2 separate regions of the Oryzias latipes genome follow, and region 1 is linked to region 2. A link is a contact called in public Hi-C data. All regions are on one chromosome and are shown on one strand. Each heading gives the region's core, a stretch centred on a gene start, on an enhancer-like site or on the middle of the called end of the contact. The rest is flanking DNA. Distances are from core to core; before and after follow the strand shown. Region 1 holds the start of LOC101161519 (leucine-rich repeat flightless-interacting protein 1). Region 2 holds the start of cops8 (COP9 signalosome complex subunit 8).

The links. Hi-C and Micro-C count contacts between places; a contact is called where the count stands out from the background.
Region 1: a contact with region 2 is called in a Hi-C map of embryo, with 2.0 times the contacts expected there. The contact joins the promoter of LOC101161519 here to the promoter of cops8 in region 2. A contact is called at or near these places in 2 of 5 Hi-C or Micro-C datasets (embryo and fibroblasts).

What each region holds. Positions count from the first base shown.
Region 1 is chr21:1,489,653-1,493,620 of ASM223467v1, reverse strand. It overlaps LOC101161519 (leucine-rich repeat flightless-interacting protein 1), which reads right to left and starts at 2,657. Exons shown (of 10, transcript XM_011489183.3): 1 at 2,374-2,657. The coding sequence starts at 2,463.
Region 2 is chr21:1,338,930-1,342,896 of ASM223467v1, reverse strand. cops8 (COP9 signalosome complex subunit 8) reads right to left here and starts at 1,635. Exons shown (of 7, transcript XM_004081374.4): 1 at 1,504-1,635; 2 at 1,029-1,099; 3 at 493-541; 4 at 102-234. The coding sequence starts at 1,575.

The DNA.
Region 1 (3,968 bases), core at 1,408-3,907, 150 kb before region 2:
TCTCTTTAATAATATCAATAAAAATACGTGTTTTTTTCCTGCGGGACGGGAGACGATACAAAATCAATGCATCTCTATTACTGTGCGGGAATAAATTCTCTGAGTTTTGCGGGTGCGGGCGGGAGTGTAACGCATACGTTGCGGTAGCGGGTGGGATCGGTCAGAAATTCAGCGGGTGCGGGCGGGATGAAGAAAATAGTCCCGCGCGGGGCTCTAACTAATGTTACTAAAATAAATGTTCTGCCTCTCCTGAAGGGGGTTTCAGTTTGGCCACTAGGTAGAGCTCTGTAGCATTACTCTCTATTCTAAAAGATTTGAGCAAAAAATGGTGCTTTAAACCACAAATGGTTACGGTTTAAAAAATGTTTCCTTTAAATAATTATGGAAAATTCCTGCCTGTGAGTACATTAAACTGTTCATTTAGTCAGCAATGTATGCTTAGGTCGAACGAGTGTTAGCATTGGCCGTCCTATGGGAAATTCAATTATACGTTAGCATTAAGCTAGCTGAGATTTGCTTTCCTGCTGCTTTGCGTTTGGTCAACGGAAAAGGAAAGGCTTGAAAGATTAATCTGTACTTTTATGGATCAATTATTGATTTATTAAAATTGGATTGATTCAGATCGATTAATCGATTTTTTCAACCCAGCCCTAATGTGTACTGAATATAATAATGTTAATGCAGATTTCCTACATGGAACAATGGGACAGCTGGGTTTTTATTAGCATGAAAAAAAGACCGTTACTAAAAACTTTGCCCTACAGAGCTTTGGTGAGAGTTGTCTGGTCTATAGGATTGATGGCCACTCTTATGGTCTCCATTCAGTGCCGAATGTATCAAAACCGTAAAACCATGCATCGAAACCCCCAATCTGCTAATCAAAATGCTTAAATCGAGACCCAAAACCCATAATTTGCAACCAACAGATATAACCCAAAGCACAATCATATTTATCAGCTGCCGATTTGTTTTCTCACCATTCTGAAAGCGTATTTTTTTGAGTTGCGCTTTATTTTCGTGGTTGCGATTCTAAAACCAGGTCAAATCAGTGACACATCAATCAAGGGGAGGGGAGGCAGGACATCCGACATCCAATAGCTCATTGGCTACTGAATAACTCAGTCTTACGTCACTACCAGTTACAGACTGTAAGTTTTTCAAATCTTTTCTATATTAAAAAACCATCAAAGGTGGTACTTTATGTAACCGGAGGACGCCAGCACGGTCAGATGAGCTCCACCAGTAGCTGCTACTGAAAAAAGATTTTAGAAAGTAAGACGTTGGTTGACAAGCCATTCATGGTAAACAGTGTTCTCCTGTGTTAGCTCAGCATTAAGCTAGCATTAATGCTAGCTTAATGCTAGCCGGTTTCCAGCTCATGTCATGACCTGTACGGATTAAATAGTCGATTTTTACAACAGTGCCAGGATCGATCAGGTCAAACCTGGGAGTAATTGTCCGAGAGTTGCCACTATGATTAAACAAATATATTTTTCAAGAAGTACATTATTGTAGAACCTATAAGGTTTCTCAACATCTCGTTTAGGGATTACAGGGTTTTGGTTCTCAATTTCTGCATTTTTACTGGCTGATTTGAGGTTTTGATTCCCGGTTTTGATGTGGAATACATTAGCGCTGGATTGACAGCATCCACCATTAAGACACTTTCATACCAGAAGCCCCAAACACTGACTCAATAGTTTTCTGGTTCAATGAGAGGTTTAGTTTGTTCTGTGTTGTTATTGTCAGTAATCTGCCTGATCGTTTCATTTGTCTGTTTTTGTCACGATGACTCTTTCAAACCGACGCCCCTTCCTTCTTTATTGGTGGCAGTCACTGGGACAGCATCAGTGTGAAGGCAGCAAAAGTTCTGCAGAACTTTTCTGCTTTTTCTGCTGTGGATGGATGAAAACCTGGACCCATCCAAAGACCAGAGGAGATATAGAAACAGAATTCAACGCCTTGGTGCCAGAATTAGACCTTGATCCCACCTGAAACCCTGATCTCACTCAGTCACTGCAGAACTGAGGACTGGAAAGGAGGTTGGAACTGGTTCCGTTAAAGCGGGTTAGAAAAGGACACATTTGGCCCACGGCCACATGGAAACGCGGGCTATCAGGAAGCTTATCTATCTGCTGATCATCAGGCAGGAACCAGTCGATCCTGTCCGACTCTGAGACGCTTTTGTCCTGACTAGAATCCTGAACCAGATGGACCAAAACCCTGAAGGACCCCAGAGGCTCCGAGCATCCCTGACCCAAAAGACTGGATCTGTGGAAAGGTTCCACGGACCCGAACGGAAGTTCTACTGTCTGTCATCTCTTCAAACAACTTTTACCGCAAAAGTGAAAAGTCTGCCCCCCCTCGCCGAACCTGCGCCGACACGAGCGTCAGAGCTTCCTCCTCCCCGGTGGTCTTCTCCTTCTTCATGGATCTCCTCCGGCCGGTCCCTCGGGTCCCCATGTCTCACGGTCTCACGGCCGGTGCTCCTTCCACGCACGGCGGTGGCTCTCGCGTGTCCGTAAAGTCCTGTACAATGAAACACCGTGGCCGTGGCTACGCGCGCGCAGCGTGGGTCATCGCACATCCGTGTTTAGCTCTCTTCCTGTTTCTGTGACGGCGCGTGAGTTGCGCGCGCGCGCGCACACGGTTCCGGCACACTGCGTGTGCACAGGTAGAGTACAGCAAGCGAAAGATATCATTAATCACCTGGGAAAAACCCCGCCAAAACGGATTTGTATGGTAAGCAAAGCTTTCGTAAATCAACAGGAAAAGTGCAAAAAGACCGGTAATTATATTAAAAAAAAACATTAACACTGTTTTTTTTTTACGCACGTTTTAAAAATGGTGTGCAGAAAACGCACTTCCAAACAGGGTTCTAGCACGTTCAATACTGTGCCTCTAAAATAATGTTTTATTGCATTAAATATGGGCGTTGAGCCCAAAGCGGGGGCCACTGAAGGCGGGGTCTAGCTGAAGGAGGGCCACAACTTCAACGCACACACACACGCGCAACTTGTGAGTGTCTGAGAGCCAATACATCTGTATGGAACGTATACTATGCTATTAACAATACTATATATCTATATATATATACTATATTAACTGATTTCTGTAGAAAACTGATAATTTACTGATAAAACTCTAAATCAATAAAATAAAATACGTAAACAAATAAATCAATAAGTAAATAAATCAGTAATACATTTCTGTTTATTTAGTCTTCTATATCTACTGTTTTCTAATTTAAATGTTCTTATTAACACAGTTCAGTTAACACTATTGAATTATAACTGTTAAACACTAAAGAAGACTCCAATTCTACAGTTCTGTAACCTCCATCAATGGTTCTTCTGAACACGGTTTCTCTTGTCTTCTTCTTACTTATGGACACTTGGCAGCACTTCCTCTCAAACTGAGACCCTCAGTGTGATTAAAGATGATTGTCAGAAAATCTGGACTGGACTTATCCTTATTGAAATTTAAGGTTGAAAAGTCAGAGAGTATGTGCTCCCAATTTTGAGTCTGTGTTGAATTTTTTTTTTTTTTAAGTTTACTCTTTAAACCACAAATCAGTAAAGGAGAAACAAAATTCAGAAACCATTTTTGGATTTTCTTTATGACTTTTTGCACATTTAAACCCTGGTATTGTAGAGCAGCCGGTCAGCCACTCCTATATTTTAATAGTTGAATTCAAACTGTGGTTTGTAAAATAACTGGGGCTGTTCACTGGATATCAGAACAATCGATACAGATACCTGAGATCAGAGAAAGGCTCAAAAACGGATGGAAATTCACGTTGGCGACACCAAAAATGTGCAGCCAAGATGCACAATAAGCGTGTTTGAGATCACCCAGGTGGACGAAATGTGCACAGATCACCAGGTGTGAGACGTATTTTTGTTTTTGCTCCAACATCACCTGTCAATCATCACAAAAATATCACGAGAAAGGGGCGGAGCAAGGCG
Region 2 (3,967 bases), core at 386-2,885:
AATGTATGAACAGTACTAACTTTGCCTTAATTAGTGGTTTGTAGAAGAAATGATCAGATCATCTTAAAGAACTTAAATCAAGTCCTGATTTTTGTAATTACCTCGAAGGGCCTCCATGACTGGGAGGATGTTTTCCGACCACTGGTGAGCTTCAATGGCTGAGTAGATCCCTGGAAAGTCTCTCTGCCAAATGTGCTGGCCTACGGTCCAGATCGCTGTGAGCTCGGGGTTCGCCTGAATGGATCACAGAAAGACAAGTCCATGTTCCCGCACCGTTTCATGAAGGCAGGGGCTCTAAAAACCCCTGTAGGTGGACTAACACCTGAATACGGTGCCGTTTTTAAGACAGACAAACATCAGGAGTGTCTACGACTGAAGCCAGTCAGACTATTAGCAGCATAGAAAGAGAACAGTGACATCAGTAGAAGAAGTGGAGAGCAACTGGTACTTTTCATGAAATAAAGGGGAAAAAAAGGCCTTGTGATTACTCACCGATTTGATTACTTGTGGAACTCGCTTCCATAGATACCTGGCATTGTTCCTGTTAGACGCAATTCAACAGAAAGACATAAAGAGGACATTTGAGATGAGACATGCAGCTGCAGGCAGCAAAAATGGGATTCAACCGAACACAAACAAAGCTGTACAAAATCTTAGTCTCTCTTTTTTTAAAGATAGACATGTTTTAAAGCCTTGTGGTGTGAAGAACCCTTCTGAGTGAACGCTAAAGGACTTCCCTGAACACTGGCTCTAGTTCGTCTTTCTCTTTTGTTGTCCGGTTTGAATGCAGTCAGTGCATTGCTATGCTTGAACACTTGTGAGTGTAATGATGCTGAACAACAACAACAAAAAAAGGATTAACCTCAAAGGAGGCTGGGAAAAAAAGACTTTTGAAAACCTGAAACATTCAGAAACTCTTAGAATTCTTTCTGTGGAAAATCTATTCAGAGGAAGGCCTCGTTTTTTCAAGACAAATCGATGCATCTTCCAGAGGCTCGCGGGAGCGCGCACGCGCGCGCTTCACCCACATGTCGTTGTGGAGCAGGTAGAGGGCCAGCAGCTGCGCGTACACCTGCGGGGTGGCGATGCCTCCTGGCGCCTAGCAACAGCAGAGCGGGGAGGGGCAACGGGGGAGACAGGAGAAGCGAGTTAGTCTGAGCATGCGCGGACGTTGATCTTTCCTTTCTAGTTTTGAATGTAGTAAAGCCAGAGGCTAACTGAAGACAGTTTTAACGACATTTCTACACCGGGATATCCCACAGATTGCGCTTAGAATCGACAGCAGAGCGGATCCCGCGTCTGCACACATCGCTGAGTCTTTCTGTTCGTTCTGCCAACGACGTTCCGTTAGCGACGGCTAGGAGCCGGAGCGTCCTGACAGTTACATCGGCGCTAGCTAGCATCATTAGCCTCGGCCGTGGCTAAAACAGCCGAGGCGTCGCGCTGCCGCAGACGCGTCAGCGGCCCACTTCCCCGCATCACCCGGAAGCGTCTGCTCCTCACCTCAAGCTCCTGCGCCTCGCATTGCTCCTGTAATTTATCAAAGCTTTCCTCCATAGTCACAGCTGTAGGCATGATGACGCCTAGCCGAAGCGCCGGAGCTTCTTCTGTTGTAGGGATTCAAAGTAGAGCTTCCGGGGGAGCGACACACACTGCCCCCTGCTGGACGGAGTTTAAATGTATGGCTTTCTTCCAAGAAGAAAGAAGACTGTCGTGTCATACTGCCACCATCTACAGGCGTAAAAAAATATTTTCTGTAACAACTACCCTGAACAGTTTCTCTTACAAAATCCAAGGAAACAATCCTTTCTCTTTCTGTGCTGCCAGTTTCCAAAATAACATGGAAAAAATTCAAACGAGGATTTTTTCTCATCTTGTTTCTCATAGTTGAGGTTTACCTACCTATCATGAAAATTACAGGCCTCTCATCTTTTTAGGTGGGAGAACTTGAACAATTGTTGGCTGACTAGATTCGACCTGAATTCTTGAACTATTTTAATAAGATTAAATTCAAATGATGCAAATGAACAGTTGAATGTACAGTTTTATTGCAGTAATATTTTCATTAAATAAATATGAACCAAATTGACTGTGAATTCCACATTTGAAGACTACAAATAAAATAAAAGGTCTGCCCGCAAAATAAAAGTTGATCAACAATACATTTGGGTTCCTATGAAATGTTAAGTTTTATTCACTGTTAAATGCTCAACGTGAACTTCTAGATTTAAACTGTTTGAACAGGAAAACTTAACACAAACTGTTTTCTCTTTCAGTACAAACCTCTGTACTTTTAACACACACACACACACAAACTGCCATTTTAGAAATGATTCACTACAGAAGACTGAATAAAGAACTTCCCTGCACTAATGGGATGCTGATACTGAGATCTCGATTGCAGCAGAAAGGTCAGATCTGGCTCAAAGACTGCCCCCCTAGTGACAGACCCTCAGTCCCGTCCTCACGCGGTTCTTATTTAAGTTCATAACAGAGAATGTCTTCTCTCACAAGCATGGAGCCAAACAAGCTCAGGCATTTTCACAGCGAATCTTTGCGTCTGTTTAGAGCGGCCTATATCCAGTTCCAAGAGAGCTGGTGGTAAAACTTGACCAGAGGGAGCCGGTGGCCACTAAACATGAGACGCCACATGAACGTGCAGATGCAGCAGGTCCATCAAAAACCATTGGACTGTTGAAGGCATTCAAACCAAAAATTTAAAACACAAAATAAGACTTTATGCAGATGATGTTTACTATTTACTCCTAATTCACAATCTTCCATCTGCCAAATCATCTCCCTAATTAATAGATTTTCCTCAGTTTCAGAATACTCCATAAACTGGTCTAAAAGCACAATTTTACCAATTAATTGCAATTATCTAAATCCGTCATCTATTAAAATACAAACAGGCAACATAAAGTACTTAGGTATAAATATCTCCTCTAGGCTTTCTGATCTACTCAAGCTAAACCACACCCAACTACTTAAAACAACCGAGGCTGATCTCACTAGATGGAAAACTCTACCCATTTCTCTAATCGGGAGAGTTGCAGCCATAAAAATGATGATTCTCCCAAAAATTAACTACCTATTTTCAATGATTCCTTCCAAACCTCCAACTACTTGGTTCAAATCATTAGACTCATTCATTTCCCAATACCTCTGGGAAGGTAAACCCCCACGGATTAGTTTAAAAACTATTAAAAAACCTAAAGATAGAGGAGGACTAGGCCTTCCAGACTTCCAGGACTACTACTCCGCGAACAGATTGTGTTATGTACAAAAATGGCTGAATCCTGGTGTGCTGGATGAATCCTGGCTAGACATTGAACAAAATCTCTGTGATAACCTAGATATTTCTAATTTACCTTTCTTCAGTTCTAAAATTAAACAACACAAATGCTTCAGAAGTTTAAACATCAGCTCATCCTTAACAGCCTGGTGGGATTTTCTTAAAAAAAACAACCTCACATTATTTCCATGTAAACTTACCCCCATTTGGAACAACCCTGACATTTTTATTAACAAAAACATGATTCATTTTGCTTCATGGAAGAACAAAGGAATCGAGCAGTTCCAGCATATAATTCAGAATAGAAAATTTATGTCCCTCTCAACGTTATCCTCAACCTATGGAATTAATATAAACAAATTTCTAGAATATCAGCAGCTTAAATCAGCTATAAGCACTAAATACTGCCTGACCCAAATAGACCTAGACCCTCCCCTTACAGTAACACATTTCATGGACCTTAAAAATCCCAAACTCACCTCCAAAATTTATAAGATGTTATCAGACATAGATGAAACCATTTACTTACCCATGACAAAATGGGAGTCTGAGCTATCATTGAATTCTAGTGATCAATTTTGGCTACAGATCTGTTTGAATGCCTTTAATATGACCAAAAGCCCTAATCTGCAACTTATTCAGTACAAGATTCTCCACAGAACTCACTACACC